2 separate regions of the Mus musculus genome follow, and region 2 is linked to region 1. Evidence: chromatin contacts called from public HiChIP or PLAC-seq data. All regions are on one chromosome and are shown on one strand. Each heading gives the region's core, a stretch centred on a gene start, on an enhancer-like site or on the middle of the called end of the contact. The rest is flanking DNA. Distances are from core to core; before and after follow the strand shown.

Evidence for each region. HiChIP or PLAC-seq counts read pairs in DNA pulled down with a chosen protein or histone mark.
Region 2: a contact with region 1 is called in an H3K27ac HiChIP or PLAC-seq map of embryonic stem cells, with 6 read pairs. The contact joins the promoter of Pde12 here to the enhancer-like site in region 1. A contact is called at or near these places in 2 of 39 promoter capture datasets (hippocampal neurons and maxillary cranial neural crest), 1 of 484 Hi-C or Micro-C datasets (CD4 T cells), 3 of 115 datasets of contacts at active chromatin or transcription factors (the SCID.adh cell line and embryonic stem cells) and 3 of 9 other capture datasets (adipose tissue, liver and pancreatic islet).

What each region holds. Positions count from the first base shown.
Region 1 is chr14:26,601,537-26,608,975 of GRCm38.p6, forward strand. It overlaps Dennd6a (DENN/MADD domain containing 6A), which reads left to right. Exons shown (of 20, transcript NM_001134465.2): 6 at 1,512-1,617; 7 at 3,138-3,217; 8 at 4,340-4,402; 9 at 5,369-5,424; 10 at 6,554-6,676; 11 at 7,000-7,095. Among named protein-coding and RNA genes, the nearest start is that of Dennd6a, 26 kb to the left of the region's middle. Within about 2 kb of position 4,060, at least 8 of the 459 cell types and tissues checked have an H3K27ac peak or open chromatin away from gene starts, as enhancers often do. A contact at or near this core is called in embryonic stem cells, where this site is marked.
Region 2 is chr14:26,667,831-26,675,453 of GRCm38.p6, forward strand. It overlaps Pde12 (phosphodiesterase 12), which reads right to left and starts at 2,016. Exons shown (of 3, transcript NM_178668.3): 1 at 418-2,016. The coding sequence starts at 1,722. It overlaps Mir7672 (microRNA 7672), which reads right to left and starts at 1,778; the gene lies at 1,717-1,778.

The DNA.
Region 1 (7,439 bases), core at 2,810-5,309:
TTCAACAAAAAAAACCCTACATTTAAAAATTAGTGTAGTTTGACTCTAAAGTGATCATACTGAAAGTCACAATTTTTAAGTTTGTAGCTAGGCTAGAACAGCTGGACTGTAGAACATAATAGGCATAGGGATTTGGACCAAGCATCACAGTTTGTTTTTCCTTAGTAGAAAGACTTCATGTGGCGGGACAGTGGTGGCGCACACCTTTAATCCCAGCACTCAGGAGGCAGAGGCAGGTGGATTTCTGATTTTGAAGCCAGCCTAGTCTACAGAGCTAGTTCCAGGAGAGTCAGGGCTGTACAGAGAAGCCCTGTTTCAAAAAACCAAAATAATAATGATAATGATGATGATGAAAGACAGACAGACTTTATGTGGCTGTATTTTGATATATGTTGTATACAATAGGTAGATATCTTTGCTTCTATTGCTGTGATAAAATACACTGACCCAAACAACCTAGGAGAGAATGTAGCTTATATTAGCTGTAGTCCCAGGTTATAAGTCCACCGTTGTGGAGGGGTCACGGTGGGAGTAGCATGAAACACTGTGGATACAAGTCATCCACAGCATGCTCAGCCTGCTCTTCCACTCTCAGACAGTTCAGGACCCCCTGCCTAGGGAATGGTTTCACCCTCAGTGGGTGGGATTTCCTACTTCAATTAACATAGTCAAGAAAATCTCCCACAGACATAGGCCAACCTAGTATAGAGGATCATTCACTGATACTCTTTTCCTAGGTGGTTATAGATTGTCTCAAATTGACAGTTAAAACTAACAGTTATACTTGGCCTTTAGTCTGTTTTGGGGGAAATTGTTTTACCTGAAGAGCAGGAATATCTCTGAATGTGCCTTTAGTTCTTAAAGCAGTAGTTTTCAACATTCCTAATGCTCTGACTCTTTTATAGTTCCTTGTCTTATGGTGACCTCAATATAAATTATTTCTGTTGCTACTCATAACTGTTAATTTGCTACTGTTATGAATCATAATATAAATATCTGATATACAGGATATTTAACATACTACTCCTGTGAAGGTTGTGACCCACAGGTTGAGAAACACTGCCTTAGATTTTAATGTGATTAAAGTTTTTAATTTCTCAGTTATGACATTGTATTTTCTTTTAAACATCTGCTGTAAAAAAAACTTTGTCGGGGCTGGTGAGATGGCTCAGTGGGTAAGAGCACCCGACTGCTCTTCTGAAGGTCCGAAGTTCAAATCCCAGCAACCACATGGTGGCTCACAACCATCCGTAATGAGATCTGACTCCCTCTTCTGGAGGGTCTGAAGACAGCTACAGTGTACTTACATGTAATAAATAAATAAATAAACCTTTAAAAAAAAAAAAAAAAAACTTTGTCAATTTCAAAATCCATACCCTTGTTTTTGCTGAATTTTAGCTCATTAATAATTGTTCATGAAAAATAAATGGCAAATCTAAATTATAATCACTAGGCATTAAAAAAAATTACCAAACCAAAAAAACCTTTGTCCCCTTTCTTTCTTTCCTCAGTCATTGGTTTTGATCAGCAAACTACCTTATATTCATTTTTTTCACACCGTACTCAAACAGATAGCACCAGAGTATTTTGAAAAAAATGAACCTTACTTGGAAGCAGGTAAGTTAAATATTATATAAGTTATGTACTCTGTGTGTGTGTGTGTGTGTGTGTGTGTGTATCTGTCCATGCATGTTCACATGTTTTCAGAGTGCTCATGCAGATTTGTGTGCGAGCCAGAGGTGACTCTTTGGTGGTGTTCCTCAGGAGCCAGTCACCTTGATTTTTGGAGTAGGGTCTCTTACTAAGACCGGAGGCATTTTAATTAGGTTAGACTGACTTGCCAGTGGGCCCCAGTAAACCTCCTGTCTTTTCCCCAGTGCTTGAATTAGAACCATGCATTGTTATCATGTCTGACATTTTTTTTTTTGAGTTCTGGGGATCAAACTCAGTTCTTCATGCTTGTTTAGTAAGCACTTTACTGATTCTCCTTAGTCCAAGGAATGTTCTCTTTTATATTTACTTTTCGTTTTCACTGATGTATTTATTTGCTTGTTTAGTGTTCGTGTGTGCATGAGTGCATGCATGCATGTCTACGTGTGAGTGAAGTGTCAGATCCTCCTTGGAGCTGGAGTTCCAAATTGCTGTGAGCTGCCTGGCATGGGTTCTGGGGACCAAACTTTGATCTTTTGATAGAGCTATTACCACTTTTAACATTTGAGTCCTATCTTCTCCACCAGTAACACAGGTTACATACTCTTAAAGAAAAGATTTTTAATAAAGCTAAGGTGATACTCTAAAAAAAAAATCAGAAGATTTAAGACTTAAATCCTAAATGATTTGAGACAGCTACAGAACATCTAGTGTGGTATCTTTACCTATAAATACCAAAGTGCTATCTGGTCCTTTCAAATGTAATAATATAAATGGTGTCTGTTAGAGTTAGTAATAAGATTTTGTACTGATAGTTCCTGGAGTACCATTGAACAGAAATCCAAAAACAGAAACAGTAGTTAAAAAATAAATAGGAAGTCTGCCCTTGAAGCTACTTGTCATTCAACAGGTTTTCTTCTTAATTAAAAACGTTTTTATTAGCTGGGCGTGGTGGCACACACTTTTAGTCCCCGCACTTGGGAGGCAGAGGCAGGAGGATCTCTGAGTTTGAGGCCAGCCTGGTCTACAGAGTGAGTTCCAGGACAGCCAGGGCTACACAGAAAAACCCTGTCTCGAAAAAAAAAAAAAAACCCAAAAGCAAACAAACAAACAAACAAAAAACCAAACCAAACAAACAAAAAAACCAAAACATTTTTATTGGTGGTGTGTGTGCCACACACGTGTGAGTGCCTGAGTGGAGGCCTGAGAGGGCATCAGATTCTTGGAGCTGGAGTTGTAGGTGATTGTGAGCTTCCTGTCATGAGTGATGAGCCATCTCTCTACCTCTCATTCAACAGTTAACCAATATATATCCTAGAACATAATACTTCTGAAAAAATTTTAAATTAAATATTTCATCAAATTTACTTTTATCTGCTGTTATTATTAACATATTTCTCCCATGTTACAAAAAGAGCTCTAACTAGCAGTGTCCATTTTAAATATTTTATCTTTTCACTTACATTAGTATTTTGTTTCATTTTCAGCTTGTAATGATGTTGACCGATGGCCTGCCCCAGTGCCAGGGAAAACGCTGCACCTGCCTATCATGGGACTAGTAATGAAGGTAACAACTGACTAGAGTCTCATCTGTCTGCTCTGAAGAACTCTACAGAAAGCTCGCTCACACATAGGGTTTGTTTTAAACAACCTGATGACATTTAGTGATGTTAATGCCTTCACTGTTGTCATTGCTGGGAGACCTTACAGATACACCACAGTTGATCCCGCCTCGAAGAGTCCTTCATACATCTCCAGGCCCCTCCAGCCAGGCAGTGCACCTAAAGGATTAGTGCAGCAATGGTATTTCTCCCTGTGGACTATGCACAGATAAAAGTGCTTCCCTCTAAAATCCTACAATATGGGTGGTAAGAAGGGGAAGAACACTCGTAGTCTTGGGTGTGAATTGCTGGAAATTAAGATTAAACTAGAAAAGTCATTGTTTTTTGGGTTTGTTTTTTTTTTTTTTTTTCCAGCTCTAAATGGTCTTTTAACATTTAGTGTCAGACCAAGCATGTTTTTTCTTGGAATATTTTTGTTATGGTGAGGATTTTTTTATTTTTCCTTTCATTGCTTTTTTGTGTATTGGAGATTGAACCCAGGGCCTCCTAAGGGCTAGGCAAGTGCTTCACCTCTGAGTTATAGTCCTCCCATTGCTTTGTTTTGAAGGAATTTGAATTTTACTGGCAGATTTTGTCTGAGTGCACGCAAGTTCTTTGCTATTCATGCTCTTGTGACCTTGGACTTATCCTTAACTGCGTTCCTTCCTTAGAGTTTCGTGATTTGTAAGTGTATTTGCCCCGACCCCTTCAGCAAACATAACAATTCTGAAAGCTTGGGGTTGAGGGTTCCCATTGTTTCCTGTGGGGTTTATTCAGAAGTTTGGCAGGCTTGAGAGGGTGTGTTTGGGTGTGTGTATTTGTGAAGCAGAGACTGGAAAAGTGAGCAGGAAGCCATGTGATAGACTGCTGTCCTGACTGTTTCCAGCACATTTGCTTCTGTGTTTAGTGATCTCCATTTGTAGACATGGGAACTTTGGTTTCCCTGCTCCTGCTGTAACTAAGAATGAACACCCTTAGTTCTAAAACCCCGCAGAAACACTTGCTCTTTAGAGCACTTTCAAAGTGCTGAGTGTGCTAGGTAGAGCACTTGCCATACAGATAAATAATAGCTCCTCTCTGTCTTTAAGGTTCGGATTCCCACGTGTCATGACAAGCCTGGGACCACGCAGATGGTGCAGTTAACTCAGCAGGTAGCATGATGCTAAAGTGACCGTGGCGCAGCCTGGTCACTGAAACACCCGTTACTTTTAAATAGTTGGTGATAAATTTTCTAACATTTCTTGTTAGAAATGTTGTTACTACCTCAGTAGGTCCTGGAGAACCCCACGTTCATGTTGTAATTGTGAGGACTAAATGACAGTAAACACTTTAAAGAAGGTTTAACTCTGGCAAAAGGTGTTCTCTTACAAGAATAGGCAACTGAATTCTAATTTTAGACCGTTAAGTCAGAAGGATCCTGGAGCTTTTCTTTTTCTGAAAGCAGTTTCTGTTCCTGCGGGTTTGAATCTTTCATTTGAAATACTTGAGCTGCTTTGTTACCATCCCCACTGTGCTTCAAGTAAGGCTACAGGACAGCAGGAGACCTGAGTGCTGGTTACACATCCCCTAGTGTTGATGTACAGCTGGGACCCAGGCTCACATCTGGCCTTGGGCTGATTCCTACCCACAGAGTTTGTGCTTTTCTCTGCTGTATTGTTGGAGACTTGTAAGATCCATTCTCTCTGGCTGCTCCTGGAAGAGCAACTTGTCAGAATGGACTGAGTGATAGGGCTCATTGGTTGTGAGATAGTTGTGTTGTCATTTTCATTTATTTACTATGTGTTTTGAGACAGGGTCTCACTGTGTAGCCCTGTCTGTCCAGGAACTTGCTAGTGAGGCTGAGCTTGAACTCACATCAATTCTCCTGCCTCTGCTTTTGAGTGCTGGTTTACAGTCTAGTCATGTACCATCATTTTGCTTACTATAGCCAGATGTGGTGGTACACACCTTTAGTTCCAACAGTAATCTCTCGTGAGTCCATTATCCTGGACTCTGTGGTGATTTCAGGACAGCCAAGGCTATACTGTTAGATCCTGTTTTAAACAAAAACAAAAATGAATTTCTATCAATTTTCGTAACATCTCCCGTACTTTTTCCTTCCTTTTCTAACCCTTTAGGCAGATACACACACATCTATTATTTTGCCTACTGTTCACGAGGTGGATCTTTTCAGGTAAAGAATAAAAAAGATGTGAAATACTTTGTCTTTATAATTTGTGATAATTGTTATTAACTTATGGAAAGTGTGAATTAAGCTGGAAGGAAATACTCATTATGGGCCCCAAAGATTCTTGAAAAGTTAAAAACCAAATATTCATTGGGTTTTAATGGTAAAGTCCAGTGGTTCATCCGTCCGGCTGCAAGAAAGCTGAGGTGCGCTTTAGGTGCTACGTGGTCAAATAGACGGGTTTGTTTCATTTGCTCTGAGAATTGTATTGTGGTGAAGCTAGAAAAAGTAGTTAAATTTGGGGTGAAATATCATGAGATTTATTCCTTTTGTTAAAAAAAAAAAAACTTCAGTAAGGAAAAAAAAAGAAACCGCAAGTACTATTATGTTTTAAAATTTTTAAATAAAACAATATACTCTAGGATTTGACAAAAGAGGAAGATGCCAAGGGAGAAGCTAGCACTGCTCATGCATTTTGCAGAGCACCTGATCACGGTCTGAAAGTGTCGAGTGTAGCCCAGCTCAAACACGCACTGTTTGCAGCTAGCCGTGCAGTCCATGCGTGGTTTCTCTGCAGCCCTGGCTGGCCTAGGACTCAGAGGCCCTGCCTCACAGTGCTGGGATCCAAGGCTGTGCCACCGCTGCTTAGGGTTTTGGTTTGGTTTTGGTTTGGTTTTTTGTCTTTTTGGTTTTATTAATTAAAATTAACTAGCTTATTTTTTTATCTCATAAATTTGCTTTATGTTTTTGCACTTACATATGTTTTGGTTTGGGGGAGTGTTTTTGTCTTTTTAACTAGTGAGGTTTGTTTTGTTCTTCAGAAATACTTTTTTTCTCTAATCCGCTAGGGAAAATTGCTACCAAATAAGGAAGAAAAGTAAATAAATAAAGGTTCCTCAGTGTTCAGACTTAAACACACTAATGGAATTGTGTCCTCAGAGCCTCACGCCTGGCTTTGACTGTGTGCGTGCCTGCTGCCTGCATTGCCACGTTCTCAGTTCATTTTTCAGATCAAGCTGTCAGGAGCAGGAAGAATTTGTATCAATGTGAAGTTCTTGGAATGATTATTTAGGAATTTGAAAGGCAAAATTGGATAAATAAATAATAAAGTCTTTCTACTGTGTAAATTTTCCAGGTGTTTCTGCCCAGTTTTTCTTCACAGTCAGATGCTCTGGGAGTTGGTGCTCTTGGGAGAGCCCCTGGTGGTCATGGCGCCATCGCCGTCAGAATCTTCAGAAACTGTACTGGCTCTTGTTAAGTGAGTGCATTTGCCTCTTGATTCTGATTCTTTCAGTATGTCCAACCTGCGATGTTCCCCCACTCACAGCATCAGTCCATGCAACAGCTTTCTCAGAATATGTGAGAAGATTGAGTCAGGTTCAGTTAGAGCTGAAACCAGGTTTTTGGTGCTTTGAATAACACACACACACTCAGTGATATGGAGTTACACCTCGATAAATTTCAGTTAATATTAGAGACCAGTGCTTACATAATACTGAAAGAATTTGTCTTTCCGGTGTATATCTGGATGTCTCATAGTTGTGGAGTGGAGCCTTAATTTCTGTTCCTTCTGTTCCACAGCTGTATCTCTCCATTAAAGTACTTTAGTGATTTTCGGCCTTACTTCACGATTCATGATAGTGAATTCAAAGAATATACTACCCGTACTCAAGCTCCGTGAGTAAACACAGTTACTTTTGTTGACTAAGTATTATTTTTATTACCAAGATTTTGTAGAACTGTGTAATACGTTTTATTGTGTAATACAATTTTAATTTAAAACTTTGACTTACTGAGGTTTGGGGAGCTGTTGGAAATAATTGAAGATTTGAAGAAAATAATCATATTCTTTCCATTTTAGTTCCTGTTTTACAATTGTTTACCTTCTTTCTTAGCTCAAGTTTTAGAAGAACATACATGATTTCCATTTATTTTCTCTATTTTTTGATTTCCTGCTAATATAGTATCTGCTGCAGGCTAACTTTGTCTATTTTTTTAAATAGAACTTCTCTTTTTAAAAT
Region 2 (7,623 bases), core at 766-3,265, 64 kb after region 1:
CATTTTCTCATTTATTAAAAAAGGATAGTATCTGTAAAAACAGATAAGCCAATTACTTTTTCTTACACACTAGTTAACAATAGAGACGAAACATCTTAAAACAGGAGGGACTTAGACTTGGGAGTGCTTTAAAGTGCTCTTAAAACGGTACGTGACAAGTTACTATGTCTACCTGGATTGTAAACACTAAGGAATGTCTCTATTCATCTTGTTGAAGGCAACCTGCGGCAGGATAGGCACACTAGGAGAGGTTAAAATGTGCTGAATTAAGGAACAGGCTACACTTTCAAGATGCTGGAGCAAAAACACTTTAAAGAAATGCGTATTTCCAATGACGAGTACTAATACCCAACCCCCTATACTCCGGCAACCCCTAATCCTGGGCGAGTATGAAGAAAACAAGCAGAGCTACTTGACCTGAAGGACAGATGACCTCTGGAGGACCTTCTCCTGTGCTAATGGGTTCAAAGCCAGCTTCTCTAGTAATTCTTTGTGCAGTGGGTCCGACTTGAGGGCTTCTTGAAAAGAGATGTCATGTTGACTAAGGAGCCTGAACTTGGACTTCCGGTAGAAAGTGGCCAGGCCTTCGTGCTGCTTGATTCGGAACACGCCCTCCAGCCCGAAGGCCTCCAGGGCCGGTACCAAGCTGTCGGAGAACACCGCGCGGTCCACCTCCTGCAAACAGATGAGGTCTGCGTTGTAGCCTGTGAGCTCCTTCTGTATGAGATTCTGGCGGTAGTCAAGCTCCAGGGCGTAGGGGGCACAGTACGGGTACAAGACCGTCCGAGAGAACTCAGTCTGGGCGTACGTGTCTGCCAGGATGTTGTAGGAGACAGTGCGGATGAAAGAGTCCTCCGTCACCTTCTTGGTGTACAGATGTCGATGGTCAAAAGTGCAGGTGCCAGGCCCGGCCTCCACCGGGCACAGGCTTTCTAGCTCCCGGCTTGGCCCGAAGCGCTGCCCATTGCCCGGTGTACAGTGAAGCCGGAGCCGGAGCCCGATGTCTGCATTGCACGGGGTGTAGACGCGCTCGTCCACACCGGTCTCGATCCAAGCTGAAGGCTGCGAAGAGTGAGACGAGGACGCGGGGCCGCTGTCCCCAGGTTCTGCCGCCCCGGGTTTGACTTCCTTGTACCAGCGGAACACGGAGCTGGCGGGATCCCCAAATTCCACGCCGAGTTTGGGGCACACAGGGAAGCCAGCCATGATGTAGCGCGGCAACTGCAGCTCCGTGAAGGTGGGCGGGTTGCGCTCCACCTTGTACTTGACGTCGCCGATCTGCAGCACCGCTCCGTCCTGCCAGGCGTCCACATTGAGCACATCCTCGGCCACCGCCTCCTCCCGGTAGTACAGCTTCACCACCGGCTCGCAGGTCGCAACCGGCTCAGGCCCTGTAGCCTCACAGGCCGCGCCACCGCTCGAGTGGGCTCGGTTCTTCCTGCTCTTCTTGGCGGCCGCTACCTTTGCGTGTCCCTTGAGGGCGTTGGTAGCGATCCGGCTGAGGGCCCGGCCCAGAGGCTCGCTCTGGTCCCTCTGCATGTTTTTGTGGCTGCCGTCGGCCAACGCGAAAGACAGGCTGAGCTTGGGCTCCGAGGGCACACAGCGCACCACCGCGCGCTCCATGGCGCGCACCGCCTCGTGAGTCCCTGCCTCGGCCCGGCTGCGCCGCTCCACCACCGACCGGACCCCACGAAGCGCGCTGCGGCCCGGGAGCCTCCACATGAACCTGGCAGCCGACGAGATCAGAGATCCAGAGTCGCCCGCTGTCAAGTCCACCGGGAGGAGCGGCCGTGGCCGGGTACAAGACCCATTCAGACCGTGGACTTCCGGTCGGCGGCAAGCAGAAGCCGGGGTGTGAGCATCAAGCGCGCGGTGTTCCCGACTCGCACTTTCGCCAAGGCCACTTGCCAGCTCCTTCTTGTCTTGACCGCCGGTCTCGAGTTTCGAGCGCCTTGGTGTTTTTATTCAACATGGGTAAAAGGCGAAGAGTGAAGGAAATATAAGAGTGCCCGAGGGAGCTACCAGAACCCGAAGTTTTGTTGAAAGTGTAGGCTGAGGGCGGGAACAATAGGCTTACGGAACCGGAAGTGACTGGGCGGTGCCTCCGGGAAACACTAGGCTTTCTGTCATTTCCAGTTGCTCCGGTTATGGCTGTGTGTAGGCGCCGGCCTCCTCCCCAGGATTGCAACGTCCGCTCTGCACAGTTGGCGGACCTGTTCCCTGGTCTTTCGAGGTGTGGCGGGTCGAGTGAAGCTAAGCACGACAAGTGTGGAGCTTGTGGTAGCTAAGGAGCTCCGAGCCGCCCGCCGGCTTCTTCCACCAGCTTGTGAGCTCTGAGGATACAAAACACAAGATGCATAATGTACTTGAGCCTCGCGCTTTTGTTGTTGTTAGGTTTTGAGGTAGGTTTCCTATCCGCCTTGGAACCCAGGAAGACTGAGTCAAAGCTACACAGCATAGTAAATGATAGAAAAAGTACAGACATGTTTTCGAAAGCTGTTAGTGGTTTAAGTAGTAAAGAGCTTGGAAGACCTTGTCTTTGTAGGGTTGAAAGGTTTAGCAAATAAAATTATAGGACTCAGGTAAAACTTTAAGAACTCTTTAAACGAAGACGCTAAACCCCTCCCCATTTTACTTAATTTGAAGATTAAATTTCGCCGAGAGTTTTATTTCTTAATACGAATGATCTTGGTTTATTTGTAGACCAAAACGAAGTCCTATCTGACTGGAACAGGGAGCCCCGGGAGTACTAGTCTGTAAGAAAGACCCTTCAACTCTACTGAACTCAGATTGTCAGGCCTGGCAGCAACTTTACCCATTGAGCCATTTCGCCAGCCCAGACCTTTTGTTTGCACGGTCTTTTATTTTTCAAGAAGTATTCTGACAATGTCAAATCTCGTGGAAAGCTTGTTTTTAATCCACAAGCTTGAAAGTAATAAGCAAATGCCTTTTTGTTGTTTTTGGTTTTCGAAGCAGGATTTACTTTGTGTATTCCTGAGATCTGCCTGTCTCTGCCTCCTGAGTGCTGGGATTAAAGGCATACACCACCATGCCCAGCTGTAAATGCCACTACTGAAGCTATACTTTTATTAAATTGACTTATAGCCCCATTTGTAATTATATAATTGAAACTTGAGAGATTAAGCAATAGTATGATTTTGATAATACATATTGGAGGGAAAGGACTAGGAACACTTTTATTTTTAATATCAAGAAACACAAACTGGCTGGAGAGATGGCTCAGTGATTAAAAGCACTTGACTGCTCTCCTGAGTTCAATTCTCAGCAACCACAGGGTGGCTCACAACCATTTGTAGTGAGTTCTGATGCCCTCTTTTGGTATATCTGAAGTCAGCAACAGTGTACTCATACAGATAAAATAAAATTTTTTAAAAAAGAAGAAGAAACACAAACTAAGGGTACAGTTCAGTGATAAGAGTACTTGGCTAGCAATTGTGAGGATTTAAGAAGGCCTTAGAGAAAGAAAGTCTGCAAATAGCATAGTTGGTATAGTGTTTGCCATGCAAGAATGAGGATTTAAGTTTGATCCTTAGAACCCAGATGAAAATGCTAGGCAGAATGGTATGTGCTTCTATTCCCAGCTCTGCGATTACAGGTGGAGCCTTGGGGTTCTGGGCCAGACAACCTAGCCTAAATACAAGCTCCAAGTCAATGAGAGAACCTGTCTCAAAAAACCAGGGTGGTTTTTCCTAAGTAAAGACACTGGAAATTGACATCTCACCTTTACACATGAGCATATGTGTGCATGTTCAACTCCCCAAAACACACAACACATGTGTCAATATAGACACATGATTTTCTTTTAAGTTTCAAATTAAAAGGAAAACTACAAAACTAAGCTAGGCGTGGTGGCACATGTGTTCTAGACCAGCCTGGACTATGTAGTGCTACCTCCAATCAATACGAAAGAAACATACCTATAAGAATCATGTCTACCAAGCCGGGCGTAGTGGCGCACACCTTGAATCCCAGCACTCGGGAGGCAGAGGCAGGCGAATTTATGAGTTCAAGGCCAGCCTGGCCTACAGAGTGAGTTCCAGGACAGCCAGGGCTACACAAAGAAACTCTGTCTCGAAAAACAAAAACAAACAAACAATCATGCCTACCTATGTATCATGTATAAATCTTCCAGTACTCATGTGAAGTCTGGTTTACTCTGATTACTTTCATTACAGTAGATGATATTGGCTGTAAACACTGTTTGCTTAGATACTATTTATACTTAGGGTCAAAATGAAACTGTAGTTTTGGGTGATAGTATTCAGAAGTTTTGAATAGTACTTTGTTGCGGCCGCCAGCAGCTCGCAACATGAACAGTTCGACTGATATGGCTACTGGAGCTGTAAGAGAGGAATCTAGACGGGGCGAAAGAAGAAACGGAGCTAAGACAAATTCATTCTGATCAAAGCTCAAATTTTATTGTCGCGACACTAGTTATGAAGGAAGGGGGAGGAGACCCGATTCCCGCCAAATAATCTCGGGTCCAGTAGAAAGGTGAGCACATGTGTGGCTCCGAACAGCAAAGCGGCAGGTTCCAGCAGTGAGCGTGGCAGAACGAATGAGCAGGAAGCTCCACCCCTGAGCAAGCAGGTTTCAGGCTGGGGGAGGGGAGACTACAGTACTTGTTATCAGTTTGGGTTATTTCCCCACATAATTCAAAAGTCAGGCTTGTGGTAGAGTGTTTGCCTAACAGGCACAAGGCACTGGGTTCAATCTCTAGTACTGAAGAAGGGCTGGGGCATTGCATTCAAAATAATTTCCATTCGCCATTTTATAAAAATTAAAAGAGTCAATTTATCTATCTTTTCCTTTCATCTATTATTTTTCCTTCCCAAACCCTCCATTCTTTTCTCTTTTTTCTCCTTTTTCTTCCTTCTTTTTATTTTTGTTTTGAAATAGGATTTCACTGTGTATCCCCGATTGGCTTTCAGCCCACAGCTTTCCACCTGAGTTTCCTCAGTGCTGGCATTACAGATGTGCAGTAGCATGATCACTAACTTGTTTCTTTTAGGTTTTGTGCTTTTAAAATTTTTGTGACACGCTATACATGCTATTATAATGCTAATAGCAATCAAAATTTATTTGGGGCAAAATGTGAAGAGCTTATGTAAAATCTGTTCAAATTTAGCAGTCAGTGAGATGGCTTAGAATAGGAAAAAAGCACTTGCCATACTAGTCCTGTAACTTCAGTTTGATACCTAGAATCCACATAAAGGTCAAAGGAGAAAACAAATTCCACAACCAAATTGTCCTTTGACCTCACACAAGCTATGTGATATGCATACTCCCAACACACACAACATGCATACACAAAATTTTAAAACATTTATGTAAGTTTAGAGCCATATAGAATTCTTGACCATAGTTTTTTAATCCTGAATTTTAAATTGGTCTTATGAAATCTGTTAGTATTTTCAATATTTTTTTTGTAAAGAAGAAGAAACTTCATGGTCCGTGGTCAAGACACTAGCTTGCTCTTCCAGAGAACCAGTTCTAATACCCATATGATGGCTTTCAACTGCCTAATCCAGTTCCACAGTATCCAACACCCTCTTGGCCTTCACAGGCACACAGAGACATCCAGGCAAAACATATACACATAAAATTTCCTTTTAAAAAAGAAATGTTTGGTATACATATTAGAGAATCACTTTTTTTGTGTGTTTGGGGGGTTTTTTTGTTTCTTTTTTTTTTTTGCTTTTTGACACAGGCTCTCACTGAGTCCAGACTGGTCTCAGACTTGCAATCCTCCTTTCTCAGCTACACAAGTGTAGCCATTAGGTTTAGCTAGAGGATCACATTGTGATGTCATATCTATAACTCCCTTTTAAATAGTCAAGGCTTTGGAAAATAAGTTTATCTGATTTTTCAAATTGTATTCTTGGGTCAGAACTAGAGTTTTCACTTCCTCCTGCAGCAGTTTGGAACAAATACAGAGATCCACAACCAGACATTATGCAGAGAATAAGAGACCTAGGAACACTCAAACCTAAATGGAATGTCTCCATCAAATTCCTCCACTCGGGGAACAATAAGAAAGATGAGGTGGAAAGAGAATAAGAGCCAGAGGGGATGGAGAACACCAAGGAATCAAAGCCTTCTAGAAACAACAGGGCTAGTACACATGAACTCAGAGACTGAAGCAGCATGCACAGGGTCTGCACAACTCAGTACCAGATGAGGTCCTGGAGTTGAAAGGGGAAGTGGACACATGCCCCATCCTTAACCCAGAAGCTATCTCCAGTTGATAGCAACTTACAAATAAAGTTTTCATTTTTTCCAAGGGAATCTCACAGGGAAAACAAATTATGCTTAAGAGTAGGTTGCTTGCCCACCAATAGAATTGGCTCAGTTTGGGGTGTTTCCTCCTTCCAGTGAGATCTCATATCAACACCACACTCAGTTCAGTACTTCACACACTCAGGGCTTCCCTCACTCCTCACATTTCAGAATCCTCAAAGATTCAATCAGGGCCATTTGTGTGATATAATTGAATTAAGAATTTGGGAAATGAAACCTGTTTTGGTTAGGGTTTTACTGCTGTGAACAGATACCATGACCAAGGCAAGTCTTATAAAAAACAACATTTACTTGGGGCTGGCTTACAGGTTCAGAGGTTCAGTCCCTTATCATCAAGGTGGGAGCATGGCAGTATCCTGGCAGGCATGGCATAGGCAGAGCTGAGAGTTCTATGCCTTCATCCAAAGGCTGCTAGTGGAAGACTGACTTCCAGGCAACTAAGGTGAGGATCTTATGTCCACACTCATAGTGACACACCCATTCCAACCAGGTCACACCTATTCCAACAAGGCCACACCTCCAGATGGTGCCACTCCCTGGTCCAAGGATATACAAACCATTGCAAAACCTTTACTTAAGTGATATAATAGATGCTGGTCTTCTGGGTTTGAAAAAGAACAAAAAACAAACAAAACAGCTGTGATTAATAAGAGTCTAGGAACACCGAGGTGAAATTTTCTGGGACCTGTTTCCTCAGGGTTAGCACTTAGAAGCTCCTGGAAGGAGCCAAGACTATAATCTTTAGCTAAACTTGTTAATATGTAAAATGATTCCTTGTGGAACTGGTTTTGGCAGCATGAAGGCTGCAGAATTGCAGGGGTCATGTGTGACAGGATTTTCCCTGTCCAATCACATTAAAATATTAGTGCAGCAGGAGGCCTGTGATTAGAGAAGGGGAAAGGGAGGCAGAGCTAAGAGTTGCAGAGACAGGGTCTGGGGAATGGGGGAGAAAGAGAAGCCAAGATGGAGTTGGAGGGACAGGAAGAAGAACCTGAACCAGCGTGGCTTTAAATAGCCACAGGTAGTTATGACAGCATAAAGGATAGAATAATTGGGATAATTTGTCTAATCTAGGTGGGCAGCTTTTATCATTCTCAATTGGTTCTGAAGTTATTGTATTGCCATCTTGTGAATTGAGAATTTATTGATACATAAATCTGTTTGGTTAATTATAAGCTTCTAGAATTTTGTTTTTACTGGGTTGCTGGGTGTTGTGGCGGCTGACTTTGTGGCAGCAAAGGGAACTCGGGAGCTCCAGACCCGCCGGAGAGTTGGCAGGCAGAGAGTAGCCCGGTGGGATCA